Linked DNA regions of Zea mays: region 1 is linked to region 2. The links are chromatin contacts, called in public Hi-C maps. All regions are on one chromosome and are shown on one strand. The core of a region is the stretch at or near the end of the contact, and the rest is flanking DNA. Distances in the headings are between cores, read along the strand shown. Region 1 holds the start of LOC100194347. Region 2 holds the start of LOC100382178 (UBP1-associated protein 2C).

The links. A called contact is a pair of places that touch in the nucleus more often than the background predicts.
Region 1: a Hi-C map of tassel shows a contact between it and region 2, with 2.6 times the contacts expected there. The contact joins the promoter of LOC100194347 here to the promoter of LOC100382178 in region 2. A contact is called at or near these places in 3 of 25 Hi-C or Micro-C datasets (ear, leaf and tassel).

What each region holds. Positions count from the first base shown.
Region 1 is chr8:147,225,447-147,230,459 of Zm-B73-REFERENCE-NAM-5.0, forward strand. LOC100194347 reads left to right here and starts at 3,379. Exons shown (of 14, transcript NM_001359459.1): 1 at 3,379-3,983; 2 at 4,804-4,908. The coding sequence starts at 3,492.
Region 2 is chr8:146,754,395-146,760,177 of Zm-B73-REFERENCE-NAM-5.0, forward strand. LOC100382178 (UBP1-associated protein 2C) reads right to left here and starts at 2,727. Exons shown (of 2, transcript NM_001174938.1): 1 at 1,319-2,727. The coding sequence starts at 2,666. The coding sequence ends at 1,320. It overlaps LOC103636064 (a long non-coding RNA gene), which reads right to left and starts at 4,227. Exons shown (of 4, transcript XR_002264472.2): 1 at 3,997-4,227; 2 at 3,684-3,743; 3 at 3,536-3,599; 4 at 3,177-3,464.

The sequences.
Region 1 (5,013 bases), core at 2,129-4,628, 470 kb after region 2:
TACACCTGTAAATCATATACTCTAGAGCAAACTAGTTAGTCCAATATTTGTGTTGGGCATTCAACCACCAAAATTAATACTGGGAAAAGGTTAACCCTATTTCCCTTTCACTACTCACTGTAGAGGCTAACTAATGGTGTACGTTTGAGAGGGCACATTCATGCCTTGCTTCTCGGTGATCCATCCACAGCAAAATCATAGGCAAGTATTGTTTGTTGTTGTGTTGTCATAGCATTCAGTTTGATGGAAAAGTAATGTTGCAATAAGATTTACGTGTCATAACTTGTGCTTCGAGATCATGTGAATTGTACTATAATTCAGTTTAAGTACTTTGACACTATTGTACATAAATTATTTTTGCTATTTAAAACCAAAGATCTCTGGTTCAGTGACACTAATGTGCATTTCAAGAGTTCCTAAAATTTGTAGAGAAGACTGCATCTATTGTAGTATATACATCTGGCAAAAGATCATCTTTAGCTGGTCTTACAACACATGTAATTCGCTATAGTAGCCCGATAGGTCTATTTCACCAAATTGTTTGTTGTTTACTAAAGTTTAGTTTTTGAAGGATGTAGATATTTCTTTTTCTCTACGGCTTGAGTTTTATTTGTAAGGAGGAGCAATGGTTTTGGCTGATCTTGGAATAGTTTGTATCGATGAATTTGACAAGATGAGACATGAAGACAAGTAGGCTTCAATTCATATGTTTGATGAAAGAAATTGGAACATAGTACATATTCTCTACTTTCTTGGTCTTCTCTATCAAAACCACACTAACATTGTCCCTCTTTTATGTAAACATTCACAAGAGCAAAGAACATCAATTAATACTTCTGCATCTCAATGTATCTTATTATAAGATATTTACTCCGTAACGACGCACAAGTATACATCTAGTGATATATAAGTCGCAACAAATTGGGCACGTTGAAGAGAAGCGCTACCTACACTCGGGCTCCCTTTCCGTGCCTACTGACTACTTCGCTTCCCTCCCAGCTCTCCTGACCTCCATGTCCCTAGCAGACGGGTGTATGTTCTGCAGGCTACAACGGCGACAAATCTCCAGCTGGTGGCTATGGTGGAGCGGAAGTCCCACCGGTACTTTTGCGGCAGCGGGCGTGGATGAAGAGACGGCAGGTGGAAGGCGAGACAAGACCTAATGACCGGCGGATGTGAAATTTCCGCGATGTGGGAAAAAGGAACAGGGATCGAATGGTCGGGTACTATATTTAGAACCCTATACTTCGAGTTCTAAAGTGGTTTAACGAAATTTGATAAAACATGACCTTTGTTGCAGGCTGTTTTTCTCCCATAAGCCATATAATTCGAAATATCACCTCATTTAAGACCCTTGTTGAAGATGCTCCCGAATTTTTTGTTTTTTAGCCCCTTTCGTGACAAAAATTTACGTTTGGACCCCCAGAAATTTTATTTGCACGTTTGGACCCGATGCTCGGCGCTATAGGTTGTGGCGCCGAGGTAACACAGCTCGGCGCCACAGCCTATGGCGCCGAGCTGTGACGTGGCAGCAACGGCTGCTTACGCCTAGGGCTGACCTGGCACTGACGTGGTGGCGGCGCGGCCTCGTAGCTCGGCGCCACAGATCTTGGCGCCGAGCTACGAATTCCTATAAAAACGCCCGCAAAAGTAACATTCCCATAAGCATCTATCTCCACCCTTCCTCCATGGTATAGTGTTACTAGGCTGTCCATCTATTACAAAAATGGATTACTAACTCAATAATGGCTATATACTTAAGCCTACTAACTTACTAAGTAATAAATATATATTAACTAATAACTATATAGTAAATATTAAATGAACACATCAAACGAAATTACATAATATATAAATAATGTACGAAAACAATATATACCTGAGATCGCGTACGAGTCCAGCTAACGGTGGAGAAGGTCAAGTCGGACGAACACCTACGTACAAAAAAACCTATTGTCAATAAAAAATTTGGCAGCACCTCCCCTATAAAGTGATGTTTATAGAACCTGCGAATAAACGACAACACGATGGTTGCCAACACAGAAAACATGTAATATCAATGCGCTAAACAAAATGCTAACTATATAATCACTAAGAATTTACTAAACACTAACAATATACTAAGCAAGAAACTAGCTAACTATTTTAATAAACACTAACAACAAAATATCTAACTATTTACTAAACAATAAATAAGTGGATAGCTAACTAATTACTAAACACTAACAATAGCTAACAGTTTACTAACTAAGAAATTAAAAAAAATCGGGCGGCAGTGGGGGCGGGAGCTGCCGGGGCCGGAGCGGGCGAGCAGGCGCGGTGGCCGACCGTTGGCGAGCAGGCGCGGTGGCGAGCGCCGGTCCCGTGCGCGCGGCGGCCGGTCCTGGCGAGGTGGTCGACCGTTGGCGAGCGCCGGTGCCGTGGTTGGCCGGAGCTGGGCGGGCGGGCGAGCTCGGCGGCCCTCCGGAAGCCAAGAGGGCGGGTTGGCCGGAGCTGGGCGGGCGAGCGGGTTGGCCGGAGCTACGACGGCGGGTGGCGGCGATTTCCACTCGGGAACGGCGGCAGCGGGTTTGCGGTTGAAGTGAATTCAACAGAGAAGAAACGCGCAGAGAGAAAGGTGGTTTGCGGTTATTTCCTAGCTCGGCGCCAGGATTTGTGGCGCCGAGCTAGGTGCTACGCGGACTGCCACGTCACACAGCTTGGCGCCATAGGCTGTGGCGCCGAGCTGTGTTACCTCGGCGCCACAACCTATGGCGCCGAGCATCGGGTCCAAACGTGCAAATAAAATTTCTGGGGGTCCAAACGTAAATTTTTGTCACGAAAGGGGCTAAAAAACAAAAAATTCGGAAGATGCTCTTAGAGCATCTCTAAAACGTGACCTATAAAAATATCATATAATTTAAAAATTATTATATTTTATAGAATTTAGGGTATCAGCAAAACATTTTAAAGACTCAAATCTAGATTACAGGACAACTCACTATGTAGTATATTTGAGACACTCGAGAATGTGCTCTATAATTTTTTGGACCAAATTTTATAAAATAAGACACTGTTGAAGTAGTTTTTGCTTTAAAGGGCTCCACATTTCAATTTAAGGCAACTGTTCGATAAATTATTGGAGATGTTCTTACACTCTGTTCGCTGTCATTGACCAACCTCGCCACGCCTACCAAATGCCGCATCCCAGTCGTTCATCCTGGCCAAAACCACGTCGAACCAACGGCCCATATTTCGCAATCCCCTTCTCGTCCCCTTCGCGAAGAAGCATCATCCTCCATACATCCCCTCGTCCGCGGTCTCACATGGCAGTGGCATGAGCTGCTTCTCCCCGAAAAAAACGTTTAAATAAAAAACAAAACATAATTATAAACCAACACGCCTGCCACCGACCGATCAGACGACCCCTTCCAAGAGGAAATCCACCACCGCGGCCGGGGCCTCCCAGGAGATCTCGCCGGAGGCCGCGGCAGCGGCGGCGGTGGGGGGCGATGGCGCTCAACATGAAGACCCTGACGCAGGCGCTGGCGAAGGCGTCGGCTGTGATAGAGAAGACGGTGTCCACGACGGTGCAAGAGGTGACGGGCCCGCGCCCGTTGCAGGACTACGAGCTGCTGGATCAGGCCGGGTCCGGCGGGCCGGGGCTCGCGTGGCGGATCTACACGGCGCGACCGCGGGATGGCGCCCCCTCGGCGCCCTACCCCGTCGTCTCCGTCTGGGTGCTGGACAAGCGCGCCCTCGCTGAGGCGCGGGCGCGGGCGGGGATGTCGAAGGCGGCCGAGGACGCGTTCCTCGACCTCGTCCGCGCCGACGCGGCGCGGCTCGTGCGCCTGCGCCACCCGGGCGTGCTGCACGTCGTGCAGGCGCTCGACGAGACCAAGGCCGCCATGGCCATGGCCACTGAGCCCGTCTTCGCCTCCGTAGCTAACGCGCTCGGGTGCCTTGACAATGTTGGCAAGGTGCCCAAGGAGGTCAAGGGCATGGTACGACTGATCGTGTTTTTGTTTAACTCTGTGTGTCATCGACCTTTGGCAATTTATTTACTGCTAGGAAGGTTACAAGACTGATTAAAGGAAAGTTTTGTCGTGTTTTCCTACTTGTTACTTGTTGCTGCTGCATTCAAAACTGGCTAGCAAGTTAAGGCGATTAGGGTTGGTATGGGAGTGGAAAACTCGCTATTGTTTCTGGTTTTAGCTGTTCATGCCATTATTGATTAGCAAATGTCATAGAATTACAGAGGCATGATCTGAGAAGGTATCATTTATGTTTCTAATGCAGCATTTGGCAGTGTCACATCCAGAAAAGCTGCATAATGAGTGTATTTTTTTTTTTTGTACTTCTAACATTTTGCAACAAACCTTCCTTAAAAAATGGCATCCTTGTCATACCAATGTATCAAAATTTGTATGTTTCTCTAAGAGTTTACAATACATAGTTATTTTACTTCCTAAGTTATACACCACTGATTTGTAAAAACCCTCCAAGATTATCTGACCTCACATCTTACACTGTCCCTGCCACTGGCGTTTGGTAGGATTTCAGATAATCGGAATTGTATTCAAACATGAGGTTTGACTGTGAGATTCTTGCGATTTTCTACTGTAAAACTTTTAGTTTACAATCAGGTATCCTGTGGATTTGGAACTTTTCAGGCCATATAAGTGGTGATTGATGCCTGTAGATTCTTTGTTCCTTGCATTTCTGTGTATTGAGTGGTGCCTTAGTCATAGCAATAGTTTGGACAGCCAAAGCATGATCATATTTTTAATTCAGCAGTTTGCTAATTTCTTTCTTGTGTTTCAGGAAATGGGGCTACTTGAGATTAAACATGGGCTGCTACAAGTTGCAGAGACGTTGGATTTTCTTCATAACAATGCTCATCTTGCCCATCGAGCTATATCGCCTGAGGTTCCTCACACCACCATTCTTCTGCATTTATAATTTTCTGCTTGTTCCTTTTCTGTTATTGAGTATTGAGATAATTGATTCGCTCTGTCCTTTTCCTCTTACAAT
Region 2 (5,783 bases), core at 1,477-3,976:
ACAGCAAAACTTAGACCACAAAAGAACAATTCTAAGCATTCTAATACAAATTTAAGATTTAGGTGTATGCAACTAGTAACTTTGTAGTATAGAACAAGAAAAGAAAATCTTTGGGATCAACGCCTCGAGCATGGGGTTCCATCACAAAATTTTGCCAATGTTCATGCCCAAGTACACGAATACTGAAAAACAGCAGTGCCAATACTTGCATGGTATATGCAATGAGTAGGTTGGTTTATTTTACACACCACAAAGTACATAAAATAAAGTTATTTTACACACCACTAATAACAATGAATAATCCATGATAAGAATGAGTAAGGAAAGAATGCAAATGAAAAGGACTTGCAAACTAGTGAAGAAGATTCAAATGCATCAGTTGACAAAGCAACCAATATGCAACGTAAACCTAAACTAGTCATCATACCAATCTCAAATCTCAGATGTCAACAAACATCTAGCATCAAGTACATATTAGCAAGTGATATACTAAGATCAAGTAAATAGCCAAGGCAGATACACATTATCGGTCATCATCATGATAAAATCTACCAAGAATAACAAATCTTGATGATCCCAAGCAACAAGATAAGACAACAAATTAGAATCCAACAGGCACATGCGCAAGTAACAAGGGCGAATGAATAAATTTGTCACATGAACAACAAAAGAAACTCCATGGAAAATGATGGGTGTTGCCTCAGACACTGACCACCAAAGAGTTAAGCTATGCTTAGAGTACCTTCCACACTACCAAGGCAAATCCAATGATAGACCCATACACCAAAGAAAAAGTTCCAGAGCAGGAGAACACATTATGAAATAATGGCAACTACAGTATGGAATCTAAGGTCTATTACGTTGACACATTCACAGTTAACAACCTTGAAACTATGCCCAGCAATCAACTGCATTAATACTGTAATTATCTCAAGTCTTATACAAAGCATCATCAGAACTTCAGTGAAAGAATTTGACTTCAGTGACCAAGAAAACCAATAAAATCGGGATAAGTAAACACTAATCAGCCGATCACTAGTTAGTGCCACAAAGGCCTTAAATCGCTTACAAATCATTTGAACTTAATCAATGAAAATATTTGATTTCCCATCATCAAAAGCAAAGAAAAAAGAACTCTACCAACATAATTGGCAAATACATTAGTCAAGTACTCAAATTCATCCAAGAGAAGCTAAAGAAAATCATCTATCAATCAATGCATGTTCCACAACACATCCAGGTTTCAAAGCATCATACTGGAACAGTAATTAAGCTATAAATAAAATTAAGAACATATGGAAGCGGTGTAAATGATTACCTTAGAAATAAGGTGGCACGTTGGGATACATAGGAGGAGCCCTGCCACCTGGCCCAGGAGGAGACATTCCACCTTGAGGGTCGTGGCCTCGGAAACCAGAACCTGGAAGAGGGTAGTTTCCTCCTTCACCAAATGCGCCTGCAGGCAGCCCACCTGCTCCCTGTTGCATGCGGTACATGGAGCCTCCACCCATTCCAAGGCCACCATATGCCCCCATCCCAGCAGCACCAAACTGAGATGATCCCCCAAATGAGCCACCACCCAATCCCCCAGGCCCAAATCCACCAGCACCAGCCAACCCAGTGGGCACCTGGCCTCCCACCGACCCTAACCCACCTGCGCCTCCTCCACCCATGGAAGATGGCATGTTAGCATAAGGGTTTGGACCCCCAAACCCACCGCCAACGCCACCAAAACCAAACGAAGGCATACCACTCCCAGGGCCACCATACTGTGCTCCCATTTGTGAACCAAGCCCCAGGCCTCCCTGAATTTCCTGCGGACCACCCGGCAGCATCTGCTGTTGCTGTTGCTGCTGCTGGTTGCCAGGTCCAGATTGCTGTGATTGCCCCTGCTTCCCCTTCTTCCCATCTATGGCAAGCTTGCATACAAGCTGGTGGCTATCAATTACCTTCACCGAGTCCACCAGGGAGGCCTGCGCACCCTCAGGTGTCTTATATACGAAAAGTGCAAAGCCCCGGAACTTGCCCGTCTGCTTGTCAAATCCCAGCGGCCCCTCCTCAATCTCGCCGTAGGAGGCAAAGTGCGCAAGGAGACGCTCCGACGACATGTCTGCAGGGACGTTCCCAACGAAGATCTTCCGGAGCGACACATCAGCCACAGGAGCACCGCCACTGCCGGGAGCCCCAACGGACGGCCCGCCTGCCGAGCCGGCGGCGGCGAGCTGCGTGACAGTCATGCGACCGTCGATCTTCTTGGATGGCTCCTTGAGTGCGAGGACGGCGGAATCGGCGTGGCGGAAGGTGACGAAGCCGTAGCCCTTGGACCGCCCCGTGGATTTGTCAGTGATGACGACGGCCTCCTCCAGGTCACCGTAGGCGGAGAAGATGGCGCGGAGCGAGTCGGATGTGGTCTCCCACCCGAGCCCCCGAATGAAGAGCTTGCGCAGGGCCGGGTCGCGGTCGGCGGCTGCGCGCACGGCATCGAGCGCGTGCGCCGAGACGAGTGCAGCGGCGGCCGCGATGTCCGCAAGCTGGTCCCGGGAGAGCGGCTCGAGGAGGCGGAGGACGTCCTCGCGGGTGAGACCCAGCGTGGCAGCCCCACCGGCGGGAGAAGCAGTGACGGCGCCGTTGTCGTCGGGCTTGCGCTTCTTGGAAAACGGATCCATGGGGGGCGAGGGTAGGGAAGGGGAGGCTTGAAAAAAACCTAGTTAGGGTTTGGCGATGTAGCGGCCCACGGGGTTGGAACTTGGGACGAGGACGACGGGAAGCAAGAGGGATCGGCGACAGGATTTCTAAAAGTATACACATGGGCCGGGCCCAGACCAGATTTTCATAAACAAAAGACTTTTACATATGGACGTAAACTTTTCTTCTGAAAGGGCTAAACTCTTATGAAATTACTAGGTATGTACCCGTGCGTTGCGACGGCGTACAAATTATTCGATAAATTTTAGTGCACAACGATTACATAGATGAAGCGTTGTTACAGGTTTTATATATCACATAGGTAGATGGATAGTTGTTCAAACACTTATCTTTGGCTTTGCTTAGTGAGTCCTAAAATATTAATGGTTGGTATCATACATTTTTCATTTTGTAATAAGCACACAACAATACAGATGGAAAATGAAATATAAAAAGTAGACAAAATTAAGAGACAACATACAAAACAAATGCCTTAAGATCATTGTAATTCTTAACCAAAATAGTAGCACAACATGTGGTTCCATGATTCCATTAGACGAATCAGGTGCACATTCAAGAAATAAAATCAAGGGTTGTTCAGGAACAATGACTAATAGTAAATTTTGAATTACGCACAAACAAGGAACTTTTGAAACTTCTAAGATAGCATATAGAGTGGAAAAAATAAATTACACATTTGTTACACTCCTCCAGTTCCCCATTTTTATTGGAATCTTCCTCCTGCTCTAGGTCATCACATTTCACATTTGAGGCAACAACTACATGATAACAAAATCAGCATCAAACAAACAGTGTAACCAAAGAAATTGAGGAAGTGAAATCCTCTAACCTTTTGGTTTGCTGCACATTGCCCTCCTCTTTTGGGTTGTCACATTTCACATCTGAGATAGCAGCTACATAAAAAATTAGCATAAAAAACTTGTTCACAAACAATCACAGGTAGATGCAAGTTGATTTGGGAAAAGAAATCTTTTCACCTTTCGGTTCGTCTTGTTGCACCTTCTCCTTTGATGCGGCCACCACCACTTTCATCTTGGCTGCCACCACTTTCATCTTGTTATAGATACAACTAAGATTTGACTATTCAAATAGGTTTTACTTTTACAGGACACAAAAAGTCAGTACTTTAGAAAATAATATATTTGTTTGAAGCAAAGATAAATAAAAGGAAAAAATATATCGAATGAAGGTAACTCTAGCATAGAAAATGAAAGGAGAAGATATATGTCGAGATTATTTAAAGATTGACACTGCCTCAAGAAAGGTGTGAAGAGGATAGGAAAGGCCCACCTTGGTAATCAGCCATGTGGCGTGCGCCTGGTAACTGACGTGATGAATTGATGAAACTGGATGCCTCAGCCTTATTCTATCCTAGTCTGGAGTCTGGACTCTAGAGAATGGACTCATCGGATCTCCTCCACTCTCCCTAATGGACATGACCCCTCAAGCTTCCATGCCATGGAGGCGATCGCCTGGCCGCCGTTGGCCAGCAATATCCCTCCCAGAGCTCTCGGTAGTGGCGTAGTCCTTGACTCCCAGAGTTGTTTGTGATCACACAACAAATCATGAACATAGTTTTATAATAAATGTTCAAAAGGCTACATAACATCTGTAAACTTACAAAAAAATACAAGAAGTGTGTGTCTAACTCGTATGAAAGGGGAACCAAGGTCTCAAGAATATCATAGGGGATTTAATTTGTTGATCATTTGGTAGCATGGTGGATATGGAATCATAAAAACGAATGTATCTTTGTGGGTGCAGAGGTCAATTTCAAAAATAAAATCAAATAAATCGTGCAAGATATCAGTGATGAGTTTGACTTGTGTGCCAAGAGCCAAAGGTCTTAGTAGAAAATGACAGTGAAGTAAGAAGGTATAGCAGAGGGAATACACATGTTTTACTTATCATATTATACTACAGACCTCGATTAGGACCTCCAAGCATGGGAGGGAACATGCAACAATAGTGGGTAACAATGTCGTGACACCATCATCGTTTTTAGTATTTGTCTGCAAAAAAAGATTTATAAGAAGAATTAGACTATTTACAACATTAAAGGAAGCCTAAATAATTTTATGCTGGCCTCAGGAATCATGATAATTATTGTGCTTATGTATCCATCACCATCTCATGTTGCTGCATCTTCTCCTCCCCATTTAGATCATCACAATTCACATCTAAGGCAACACCTACATCATAATGAAATCAGCATAAAAAGTAAAAAAGTTATCCACAAACAATCGGATAGTAGAAGCAAGTCAATCTAGAAAATGAACATATTTGTGTTTACTAAATGTCCCAGTCGTATGATAAAGACAAACTAAGCAGAAATGGGATGCACACACGTTAAAAGCCCCCTCTACGGCTCTACCTGAACATACTTCACCGCAAGGTGCTCCCCGAGCTGCCACACACGCTCCGCGTAGGCGAGCTGCACGCCGCAGACCCCCTCAGCGTCCAAATCCTAGAGGCGCACATCGTGGCATGGCGTCTCAATGACCATGTCGTGGAAGCTGAAGCCACGAACGTCGCGCTCCCCAGGCTCGTCCGGAGGCGTCCAACAGAGATCAAGAAATGCAAGAATTTAGTATCGTTATGCCCGTACCTCCGACGCTTCGCTAATTTAGATCAAGAACTGCATTGTGGCATGGCGTCTCCGATGCAGAATTACTTACGCTAATTCTATTTACAAAATTTTGGATGAGAGAAGTAGCAGGTTTGTTAGGAGGTTAGAGAATTAGATCCATATCTACATACAGAAAGTATTTCTTGACCCTAACACACAGTTACTTGCTTATGAAGAATGCTGAAAATATCCAGTTGTCATAGTTTGTTAAATCAACAAAATTTGCAAGACCTGAGAACCTTGGGTTGCATGCTATCATTTGATAGATGTATACAAAATACATACCAGATAATTTAAAGATTGTAGATACCTGCCATGTCAAGATTCTAGTGTACATAATACTTAGTGTGTTACTGCTACTATTGAATGATTTAGTCAGTGCTCTGGATGCCCACCTCTGTTCTCACATTAGGTAGTCATGGGACCATGAGCAGTACCAGGTACCAGG